Regions from separate parts of the Zea mays genome. Here region 2 is linked to region 1. A link is a contact called in public Hi-C data. All regions are on one chromosome and are shown on one strand. Each heading gives the region's core, a stretch centred on a gene start, on an enhancer-like site or on the middle of the called end of the contact. The rest is flanking DNA. Distances are from core to core; before and after follow the strand shown. Region 1 holds the start of LOC100282862 (40S ribosomal protein S9). Region 2 holds the start of LOC103650604 (transcription initiation factor TFIID subunit 8).

Region 1 (5,784 bases), core at 1,224-3,723:
TTTTATTATTTTGATTTTGAAGGACGCTTACGGCCACTATGAAGATGAAGTGGTCCAAAGGGTTCGAGATCTAGAAAGCGACGGATTACTACTATTGTGACGACTTGATCGATTCTATGTTCATGTTGATTTTAAGTGGAATTAAAAAACTTTTCAAAATAATTTTATAAGAAGTGTTAAAATTTTCTACGTGAGCCTTTAAAATAGAATTAAAATTTTCTTTAAAATAATTTTATAATTTTCTTACCCTTTAGACCAAAAATTTGATTTTGAGGTGTTAAAAGGGAAATATGAAGGATTTTTAAAGGAATCATATCCTACAGGAAAATTTTCTACGTGAGCCTTTGGATCACAAGATTCAATCCCATTAATTCCTTTGAAATTTCTATAGATTGCTTTCTTCCGTACAAGTTTTGGAGGAAAAATAACAAGCGGCCCAACCTCTTGTAAACTTTCCTATGATTCTTATCTATCTATTCAAGTTCATACATAGCATCCAAAGGCCATGCAAGAATTTTTTCTGCGTACTCAAATCATATAGGATTATGATTCATAACCAACTCTAATCATGTGCTTTTCTTGTTCCTGTGTTTTCATATTCTTGTGTTCCAAAGGAGGCTTTATCTTTGTAGAATTTTTATGTATTTTGTGCTCACAATGTCTTTGGGTCCTGTTTGATATGGCACCAACTCCATAGATTTTTGATTCACTCCACAACTCCAGATGGAGAGTTGGAGTTGCATGGGAGGCTAGCAATTAAAAAGAAGTTTTTACAGGTGATATGACATTCTTGCCAAGTTCAACGGGGTTAGTGGCGCGACCGCACGTGGCCAGTGATGCCGGCACACATGGCACAGTCGACGCAACGGGGCTAGGGGCACGACCATGCGTGGCCCCAGGCGGTGCAACTACGCACGACTGGTGCGTGGGAGAGCGCATGGCCGATGGTGGCTCAGGCTTGCAAGGGGACGGGTGATGGGGCCTGGGGGCGCACGATCAATGGTGGACCGAGAGCTCAAGGTCACGGACGACAGGGCAAAGAGCCTGTTTGGTTTAGCTTTTTTTCTAACCATCTTTTTCTGAGAATCTGGCTATGAAGAGAACCTAGTTGTGGGAAGAATCTAGGTATCATGGGGATTACGTGCGGATAAAGATGAAGTAGTCCAAAGGGTTCGAGATCTAGAAAGCGACGGATTACTACTATCGTGACGACTCGATCGATTCTGTGTTGTCATGTTGATTTTGAACCGTTTTTACCAAAACGATTCTTATAGAAACGGGCTGAAAAGCTAGGGCATTTGGCAGTCCGCAACAGCTTTTGATATCCAGAAGATGAAAAAAGCCCAAACAAATAGGGTCGAAGGCGGAAGCACGAGAGCGAGTAGAGGATGCTGAGAGAAAACACGATTCGATTGATAGGATACAAGGGAAAATATAAATGATTTTTTATTTGATAGCATTGATGAGTAAATACCACCGAATTGGTTTGAAGTTGAAAAACTCCATATCCAAATGAACTAGTTACATCAACTCTATCAAGTTAGTCTGCTCAAAAAAGGTGGAGTTTGGATGTTTGGCAGGTTCCACTAAATTATTGCCTAGAGATTGGTGTTGTAACCATGCTAAGCAAGTCCTTTGTGGGCACACAGGTTCGACAACATCGAGCTGCTCCCCTTTTTTCTCATCGGAGGTTTTTTATCTTTAGAACTGCTTATACCATCTCTAACAGTTCATTCAAAGTTTACTCATAAACACTATTTTGCAATGTTCTGCACTGTAGACTGCATTGTTCGCGGAGTGAAGTTTAAATATGATTATGGATGTAGGTAAGCTTATTGGAGATAGTCTTAGAGCATCTTCAACAAGGTGGCTCATCATAGTACCCTAAAAATTAAAACACTACATCATTTAAAGTGTTTAGGATACTAAAAACAAAATGCGCTCCAACAATTAAGCACTAAATCATGTATTTTTGGAAGTGAATTACATTATTTGGAAAGAAAATATTGAGAATAATGTAGAAAACAAATATAGTGCACTAGCGTGGGTGTAGTATATTTGAGTCACTTTATGAAGTGTCATATATTTTATAATAAAAATTTACAAAATAGAGTATTGTTGGAATTATTTTTTTATGAATTGTGCTTTATATCTGACACTCCTTATCTTATTCTCTATTTAAAACTTCGCTTTATAAGTAATATAGTCTACAATAAAAAAAACACTTAGCACCTATTTAGCGGTGATTGCCTCAGGAAATACTAGCAACACGGAACCACACCGAGCCTTGCATCGAGATTCACGTGCGACTAGGGTAGGGACCATTTGTGCTGTTAAATCAGGCTTGCGCTGTTGATTGGACCCGGCCCATAGTGCCCTGTAACTTGCTCGGCCCACTAGGGTTTTGGGGTGGCATATAAAAGCTGCCCTCGCGACCTAGCACCAGCCCAGCCACTCCACTCCTACCCCACACAGAAGCGGCGGCGGCGGAGCAAACGCAGGCGAAGGCGAGGGTGTGAGGGAAGGAGCACCAGCCATGGTGCACGTCAACTTCTACCGCAACTGTAAGCTCGCGCCGATGATCCCCTCCACCACTCCTCTGTTCGTTGCGCTTCGTTTCCTTTCATTTTCGTTGCGGAGGCGCCATGATCTGGTGCCGAATGGGATGCGCATAGTCCTAGTTCGTCGAGTTCTTGGCTAGTCGGCCTTACCTGACCATGGCAGGGCCTATTGAAGGCTCTCGTTGGGAGCACCAATGTTTTGTCTCGGTTTGTGTTCCCATCAGTGCCGTAGTTGCGAGGCGAGGTGAATGGTTCTTACGCCGCGACATGGAGATCGGTGGATTTAGCATGTCCACTGCTCTTGGTGGCAGTCGATCTGAGGTTTTGTAGGGCGTTGGTCGGAATCCGGCTCATGTGAAGTGATTATAAGTGGTGGCTAGCGTTGTTCTGGGATGAGCGAGCCTAATCCTCTCGTTTGCCCATGCGAAATAAACATGTTATGGATGAACATTTTGTTTGTGTAAACCCATCAGAAATTTATGTGACTATTATCTATAGGTTTTTGGCACTATGTTGTGTTTGTTTGACAAATAATTAAATTATACGGGTCATGTCACCTATTCTTTAGTATGGTCCATGCTGCAGTCGGTATTTCCATGTCAAAGTTATGCATTCTATGTTGCCTGCATTTTGTAGCTTGTTTGATCAAATGGTTACTTAATGCTCTTTTATCTTTTTATTGTGGTTAAAAAGGATATCTGGCCACTAGCTGTACATTTAGTTTCTAGTTTTTGCGCTTATGCTTTTTAACGTTTCTTAAATACCCCTAGTTATGTTTATGGTAAATTATGGTAAATGACTTCATGCAGATGGTAAGACGTTCAAGAAACCAAGGCGTCCTTATGAGAAGGAGCGTCTTGATGCTGAACTGAAGCTGGTTGGTGAGTATGGGCTGAGGTGCAAGCGTGAGCTTTGGAGGGTCCAGTATGCACTGAGCAGGATCCGTAATGCTGCAAGGCACTTGCTCACCCTTGACGAGAAGAACCCCCGTCGTATCTTTGAGGGTGAGGCACTTCTTCGCCGCATGAACCGCTATGGGCTGCTTGCTGAGGGTCAGAACAAGCTTGATTATGTTCTTGCCCTCACCGCTGAGAACTTCCTCGCAAGGCGGCTTCAAACACTTGTCTTCAAGGCTGGCATGGCCAAGTCCATTCACCATGCTCGTGTCTTGATCAAGCAGCGTCACATCAGGTACGCTTACATGGCTGCTTGTAGTACGCTTGCTCTTGGTATTGTTTATTTAAAAACCTCCATTTCAATGGAAGCGCCTGATATGAGCATGGAGTATTAATGATGCTGCCTATGTTGTAATAAATGAATTGTCAGTGATTACTTGCATGTCTTGTGAAACATTTCATGATTTCTTTGTTCTCTGTTTGACTCTGTAAATGCTTGTGCCTATGGATTAACTTCTCAAAATAGCACATAACTTTAGTTTATGTTTTTAAGTTCATTGCTTCGTTTGCCTGTCCCTAAATGTTTTCTTGGGTTTATAATGATTTTCTGTAGTCATTTCAGGCAGTGATTAGAATAACACTATTGAAGTATATATCTGTGTTTATCTTAAGCTGTTTCTGTAACATTAAAGAACTCATGATATACCATTTTTGGAATCTACTATCTTGTATAGATTAGACTAGCATGGTTAGTTGTCCCCTGAATCTATTATCTTGCTGAAATTATTTTTAAACTATGATGTTAAAGGAGATATCAATGTTTGTTTGTGGAACCTTGCAGGGTTGGCAGGCAAATTGTCAACGTCCCATCATTCATGGTGAGGGTGGAGTCTGAGAAGCACATTGACTTTTCACTGTCAAGCCCATTCGGTGGAGGCCCCGCAGGAAGGGTGAAGAGAAAGAATCAGAAGAAGGCAAGCGGTGGCGGGGATGCTGGTGATGAGGATGAGGAGTGAGGATGGACAAGTAGTGTTACACCAATATAATAATATTATCTAGTTTTCTTGAACTTGTTCGAATGATGAGTGCTTAGCTGTGTGATCTGACGCAGAGTCCCCTGTGCTGACTCTGTGTCATGGATGGTCCATTTTATCTTGTGGTATTATCAGCCTTTACATAACTGCTATGTTTGGATATGTTCAATTCTGTTGCAATTTTATGTGGTTGTTTTTTTGCGTTTTGTTGCTATTAAGCTGTTCTTTCAATCGGCTAATGATTTGCTTAAATGTTATTTATAATCTGCTTCAGCTTGTTGTACTGATTGGGTATATGATACGCTTAAAATTTTGTTGCTGTGACAGTATTGACAACTGGTCTGTGAACATTTGATATCGCGATGTGGCTAAGAATGTATTTTTGTTGATTGATTTTAGTTAACCTTTTTGGATGTTTTTTCATCAAGTTTCAAGCGTTTCAATTGATGGGCAAAGGAAATGTAGAAATGTTTATATGAGTACTACGTTTAAAATGAAAGTAAATAGAGGAAAACTAGAAACCTACTATGATGATAGGGATGATTGGGTCCGTTGGAAACATGCCACTTAAATTTTTGAAAATTTGGAAACTAGTGATTACATTGACTGTACAAGGGTTGTAATGCAGTTTCGTCAGTGTAAAAAAGGTTGCTAAGCGTGTATTTTCAGAAGTTATTAGTGGGTTTACCATGTTCGTGTAAACAGATGGTAGCTCTTATCATAACCAAAAAAATGAATGTCACATATATAAACAATGTCACATAAAAAGATTGTAAAAAAATGTAGCTAGTCAAGATTATTTCAACATTTATCATGGCATGTGGATGAAAAAAAATTAAAACATAAACATCGTTGTTTATAAATTCTTTTGGTCTTTAAATTATAGTTGTGAGTATAAATTCTATTCGTGAATTTTGGTGGATAAATGACGATGCATATAAAGAACTAATAACATTTTTAACAATGATAATTACACATTAATGTGAAAAATAAAATAAAATATGAGATCCTCAATGTGAAAAATAAAATAAAATATGAGACCCTCAATTCTAACTTCATGTGGCACGACGGTTAACTTGAGAGAAGTTTGGCTCTATTTTTAATTTATAACCTTTACTTGAGTATAGGATATCATAAAGGATTAAAAAATTATTAAGTGTAGTGTGACAAAATATGCTTAAATCATTTTATTCATCAACCCTTAACATCTCCAAAAACATTTCTTGAATTTTTTTAAAAAGACCTAGCGAAGATATGGCAAACAAATAAAGTAGCCTATGTTCGGATCTGACA
Region 2 (5,712 bases), core at 656-3,155, 260 kb before region 1:
TAATGAATGAATGCATGAATTAGAAGGAAACATATGTGCAAATGCTCATGAGTATGAATGATGAAAGAACTTGTAAATAAATCGTCACATCAACATTATATGAAAAGAGGTGCACTCAACTAGTGAGTAATACACTTTTCATCACACATTTGCCAGCTTCAAGAGGTAATATATCCAAACATAATTCACACAAGATTGAATAGTCATTCTTATAACAACAAGGTTATTTTCACATAGCAAGGAAGCTATTTTCATGGGGTAGGTTATTTTCTTTGTTGCTAAGTATAACTATTCTTCCATTGTCCTTACTTTTAATTATTTAGAAGGCAAGTAACACACATCATGGAATGATTACTTAGCAAACAATAACAAGGTTTATTTTTAGTGGATACTACATTAAATAACTTGACAAGCAAACTAAGCTCACATTTTTAGCTCGTTTCAATTTTTTTATTAAACTATTTCGAAGCAATATAGATGAAGTAAAATTTCGTTGCCCTATCCACCGTCGAGGCTGAGTACATTGCCGCAGGACAATGTTGCGTGCAATTACTTTGGATGAGACAAACTCTAAAAGACTTTGGCTACAATCTGAGCAAAGTCCCACTCCTATGTGATAATGAGAGTGCAATCCGTTTGGCGGATAATTCTGTTGAACACAGCTGCACAAAAGCACATAGACATCCGGCATCACTTCGTAAGATACCACCAGCAAAGGGGAGATATCAATATAAGCCATGTTAGCACCGATCACCAGCTAGTCGATATCTTCACCAAGCCCTTAGATGATAGGAGGTTTTGTGAGCTACGTAGTGAGCTAAATGTCTTAGATTTACGGAACTTGGATTGATTTGTATCATACATATTTTATATGCATTTGATCATGTTAATTGTTAAAACTTATTGGACTAGAGAAGGACATATTCACCTTGACACCATGAATATTCCTTGAAACTTCCAACAAGAAAGGTGGGAAGGGAAAAGCTATCTCAAATCTTGCAATAAATTTTGTATACACATATACACAAGAGTAGACAAGGAACTTCAAATAGCCAGTGGGGGTTGGAATAGTTGGAAAGATAACTTACTCAAGTGAAAAGATTTCCAGATATTGCTCGTGCATCACATCCTTAGGATCCCATGTCGCTTCTTCCTCGGTATGGTTCTCCCACGGAATCTTCACAAGCTTTACTTTCTTTCCCTTGACATTGTTCTCGGCCTTCTCAAGAACACACAAATGTTGTTCCACATAGACAAGGCTTGGTTGAAGGTCAAGAGCATCCACTTCTACGACTTCGGTTGGCACACGAAGACACTTCTGAAGTTGCGAGACGTGAAACATACCATGGAGTCAAGGGTGTTGCTCTGCTTCTTGATCCTCCTCGAGAAAGCCACTGGCGACGTGTAGTGCAACTACACGATGTCGCTTGTGGAGATATTTTAGTGTCGTCAAGTAGAACGTCGAGCTCCAACGGTCAACGTTAAGCCCCCCTATCAGCGGCCTCAGACACATGAGGAAAAATAGGGTACAAAATTGTATTCAATCATTTTTTTCGTTTTATTAAATGACGAAATAGCATTATAGCATGTGTGACATGTTTCATAATGACATTCAGATGAAATCCATCAAAATCTATACCACTATATAATTCACTAGTTTAAACTTTACAAAAACCCATTTAACTAAATCACATGTACACCTATAACATCTACTGAATCCACCAAACAAATTGCATCCATACTTAACACACCATCAAAACCAATGATTCAAATCGCCGGGTAACTCTCTATCTTACTTAAATCTAACAAACAATATTATTTAGATCATTTATCATACATCATTCTATCCCCTTGACCCTATGGTCCTAGCCTCTCCCTCCGCGCGTCTACGCCGCCCCCTAACCTTACTCATGCCTCCATTGCCGCCAATCCCTCCTCTTACGCTGTCGTCGTCGTCGACCCTCTCCCCTCTCTAGAATCGTAACATTATTACCCGCTAATGGTTAATAATGGTGAAGTACAAAGCCAACTTCTTATAATGGGTAAAATTCTAAATTTCTGCCTTAGAAAGATAGTGGATCCAATCTTTGAAGTGGTAAACGGAGGAAGTCCAATATTAAAACTGGTAATAATTGGCAGAAATCTCATGAAATCAAAATTTACTCCTAGATGACTTGCTAATTGGTGCTAAATTCATCGAGGCACGCGAACTCAAATCAAGATCTCTTCTTATGAGTTTGCTTGGCGGAGCTCGATTCGCTGCGTCGCTGAGCCTGAGTAATCGATTCGTGCTGGGCGGTGGCGTGGTCGGAGGGATCTGAATCCTAGCGCCGTCCGTATCTGAAACCCGCGCCGGCGAGCTGCTCGGCGCCTCGGTGGCATGGGTGGCTGGAAAGCGGGGGAGAGGAGAAGCAGCGGAGATATGAACGGAGGCGGCGGCAGCAGCCGGGACGAGTTCGGGCGGGCGGTGGCGCGGGCCGCGGTGGCGCAGGCACTGCAGGCCGCGGGGTTCGATTGCGCGCACCGCTCCGCGGTGGACGCGGTCGTCGACACCGTCCTGCGCTATATCACCCACCTGGGCCGGTCTGCCGCCTTCCACGCCAACCTCGCCGGCCGCGCGCACGCTAATGAGCTAGACGTCATCCAGGCGCTCGAGGAGGTCGGCGCCGACACGTATGGTTTCGCTGGCGCGGCAACCACGGGCCACTGCCTCGTCGGCTCTGGCGTCGTCAAGGACCTCATGGCGTTTGTCCATTCCAAGGACGAGGTGCCGTTCGCGCGGCCGCTGCCTAGGTTCCCCATCCAGCGCGTGGAGCCGCAGCCTTCTGCCAGCTTCACTGTGACTGGGAGGGAGACTGGGATGAAGCACGTGCCGGAGTGGCTGCCTGCTTTCCCAGATCCGCACACCTATGTGACGACGGAGGTGTGGGTTGAGCCGCCGGCGACCAAGGACAGGGTTGACAAAGTGGAGCAGGTGCGGCAACGAAGGAAAGCTGAGAAGTCCCTGCTCAGCCTGCAGCGAAGGCTGGCTATGGCTGGTGCGGATAGGTTTCGTCCAGCTGTGGCACATGATAATGCGCTGAAGGGGAAGGAGATACAGGCAGCTGGGACGAAGAGAAATCCATTTCTTGAGCCAGCATTGTTACCTGGACAGAAGGATGTATCAGAGGTTGATATGCCTCCGGAAAAGAAGAAATTCTCTGTCCTTGAGGCATTTGCACCAGCTATTCAAGCTAGAACCATCAGGGAGATTGATGCTAGTGCTGGGTTGGATCAAAATCAAAGGAACATTGTTCCAAAAGAGAGGGCTCCAGTTCATCTTAAGATTGGATTTAGTAATAAGTCATTAGCAGCAGCTCAGAATTCAAGAGCCCTGGATCTGAGGGATGATCTTTTCTTCTTGAAAGAGGAAACAAAGGATGATAAGAAGCGGAGAGCGGGCATGATATTAAGGGCATCAATGGAGAACCCACAAGAACTTCCTCAGCTCTAAAGTTGTTTATGGAGGAAGTCTGGTACTAATAGTGGAGTCGCATCGTGTTGTTGTGATCATGGAACTTCAGTTTCTAGAATCTTGAGGTAAACATTTATCTTGTGGTAACTCATTGGTCTATGCTGTCAAATGCTCTAGAGGCCCATGCGGATGAAACCCATGTAGTTGAAAATCCTGTGTGCATCAAAATGGTGGAACAATTTGCCAAATTTAGCTGGGCAATGTCTTAGTGTATATTTGTTTATTGCTTATTTAGGACAATGATACAGAGCTCTACAAAACATCTATGCATCTATCCGTTAGCTGTAGCTACTTTGATTAGTCTTGGATGGTAGAAAATCTGGAATTTAAAACTTACCTTTTTGGTAGGCTTGCTCTGCTCAGTATTATTAGCAATTGATCTACCATTGGACAATAATCATACATGGTTTTATGCCTAAATGTTTCCATTGAAGCTGGAATCGATTGTATTGCGTGCAGTCACTATTTCATGTATGCAAAGGACAGTGAGCAGGATATACTAGTTCTGTGTTAGGACTCTTAAGAGAAAACTAAATCTGGATGTGCACCTAAAAGAGAGAATAGTTTGCTTAACCAACTACTTGGAATTAGGCTATCAGTCTAGAAAAAAAATCTGTAAGTTCGGTATTATGACTATCCTGCACCCACCCCTCCAATCTAGTGCCTAGGACTTTATTAGAGTGTTTATGGTATGCTGGAGATATGGCAACACAACAAGAAGTTTGCCTGTAAAGTAGGTATTTCCTTGCCTATGTCCTTTCACATGCTTGTAACCTCTGTCACCAGGAACTTTTAAGCTGTTTGGTTTGAGGAATGATCTAGTCTATCGTCTTCTCACTCCTCACTTTTTTGTTTGGTTTGTGGAATGGATTGAGTTGATCCATCATCACCTCATTCTTTATAGTTATTTAGTTAGTACTAATATGAGGAATGAGGTCATCCCACCAAATTTGAGGAATGGACTCATGATGCATCATCACATTTTGGATGAAGTGATTCCTCAAACCAAACACCCCCTTTATGACTTTGCTTGTAACTAGATTTCTATTTTTGTGCCCTCCATATTATTCCTATTGAGCAACTCTGCATTATGGCTTCATATGTTGCTCTTTTAGATACGATAACTTTGTTTGGTGGAAATGCCAATTTTAGTGTTTGGTTACCTACTTAGCTTGTTTTCTAAGTGAGAATATGAGATGGGGACATAGCTATCTTCTCTCCAAATAAGAGAAACAAGATACAATCTTTGGTTACCTTGTTTTGTAAGCCATACTGTGACATATGTATCTTTTCTTTCTCTATAGAAGAAACGAGATATAGTTTCATAAGATGGGAGAGAAAATAATATGCCATGACATGTATTCTCTATTGTGTTTTGTTGCTGCCTCTTAAAAAGTATGCAGGATTCAAGAATCCATATTACTATTTGAGATGTAATGCCTCCAGGGCGTTTCCAAACATATAGTTACATTGTGCTATGCACTTCTGTGCTGATTTGTTAACGTAAGAGAATAATACAAGTTTCCATGAAGACATGATAATATAGCTAATGTAACGTCATTCCTTAAACGTAGAAATCTCTCTGTTGAAGAAGTAACACATCATATTGATCACTGGCAACTATAGTCTATATGGGCGCCATGTTTTTTTTAAAGTAGATATAGCACCTGGTACAGCATTTAGTGATTCTACTGCAGCAGTTAAAAAGTCCAAAGCTGAGAGTAGTTCACAGCAGATTTGGTAATAGTTAAGGACACCAAACCAATACACCATCATACTGTTATTGCCTTTTCAACACCCGAAGTTTACTTTACTGAATGGATCTACCTTCTAGTAGGAATTATTTATTCTTTGATGACATTCTGTTCTTTAATATTGCGGTAAATTAGCATTTCAATAAATTATTATTCTGACACGAGGTTTGGTGATTTCTGCAGGCCATGTGTCTGTGATGCAACCTTCCTCAGAAGCTTAACCTGCACCCATCTCCCGACTTTACATTTTCCTCGAATCACCAGGCGTTGATAATTCAGCAGTGCTGTAACTGTAGTTCAACAATCTCACTGCATTGAAACATGCTTCTGCTGGTATTTTATATGTAAGTGTTAGTGGGTTGTTTCAAAGGGAGCTGATTTGTTAGGCCGTGGTTCCTCCGCAGACATGGCATCCAAAGGAATGATGCTCTAGAGTTACATTTT

Evidence for each region. Hi-C and Micro-C count contacts between places; a contact is called where the count stands out from the background.
Region 2: a contact with region 1 is called in a Hi-C map of tassel, with 1.8 times the contacts expected there. The contact joins the promoter of LOC103650604 here to the promoter of LOC100282862 in region 1. A contact is called at or near these places in 2 of 25 Hi-C or Micro-C datasets (ear and tassel).

Annotation. Positions count from the first base shown.
Region 1 is chr3:137,221,892-137,227,675 of Zm-B73-REFERENCE-NAM-5.0, reverse strand. LOC100282862 (40S ribosomal protein S9) reads left to right here and starts at 2,473. Exons shown (of 3, transcript NM_001291601.2): 1 at 2,473-2,564; 2 at 3,371-3,752; 3 at 4,299-4,675. The coding sequence starts at 2,537. The coding sequence ends at 4,473.
Region 2 is chr3:137,477,579-137,483,290 of Zm-B73-REFERENCE-NAM-5.0, reverse strand. LOC103650604 (transcription initiation factor TFIID subunit 8) reads left to right here and starts at 1,905. Exons shown (of 2, transcript XM_008676175.4): 1 at 1,905-3,579; 2 at 5,452-5,712. The coding sequence starts at 2,381. The coding sequence ends at 3,493.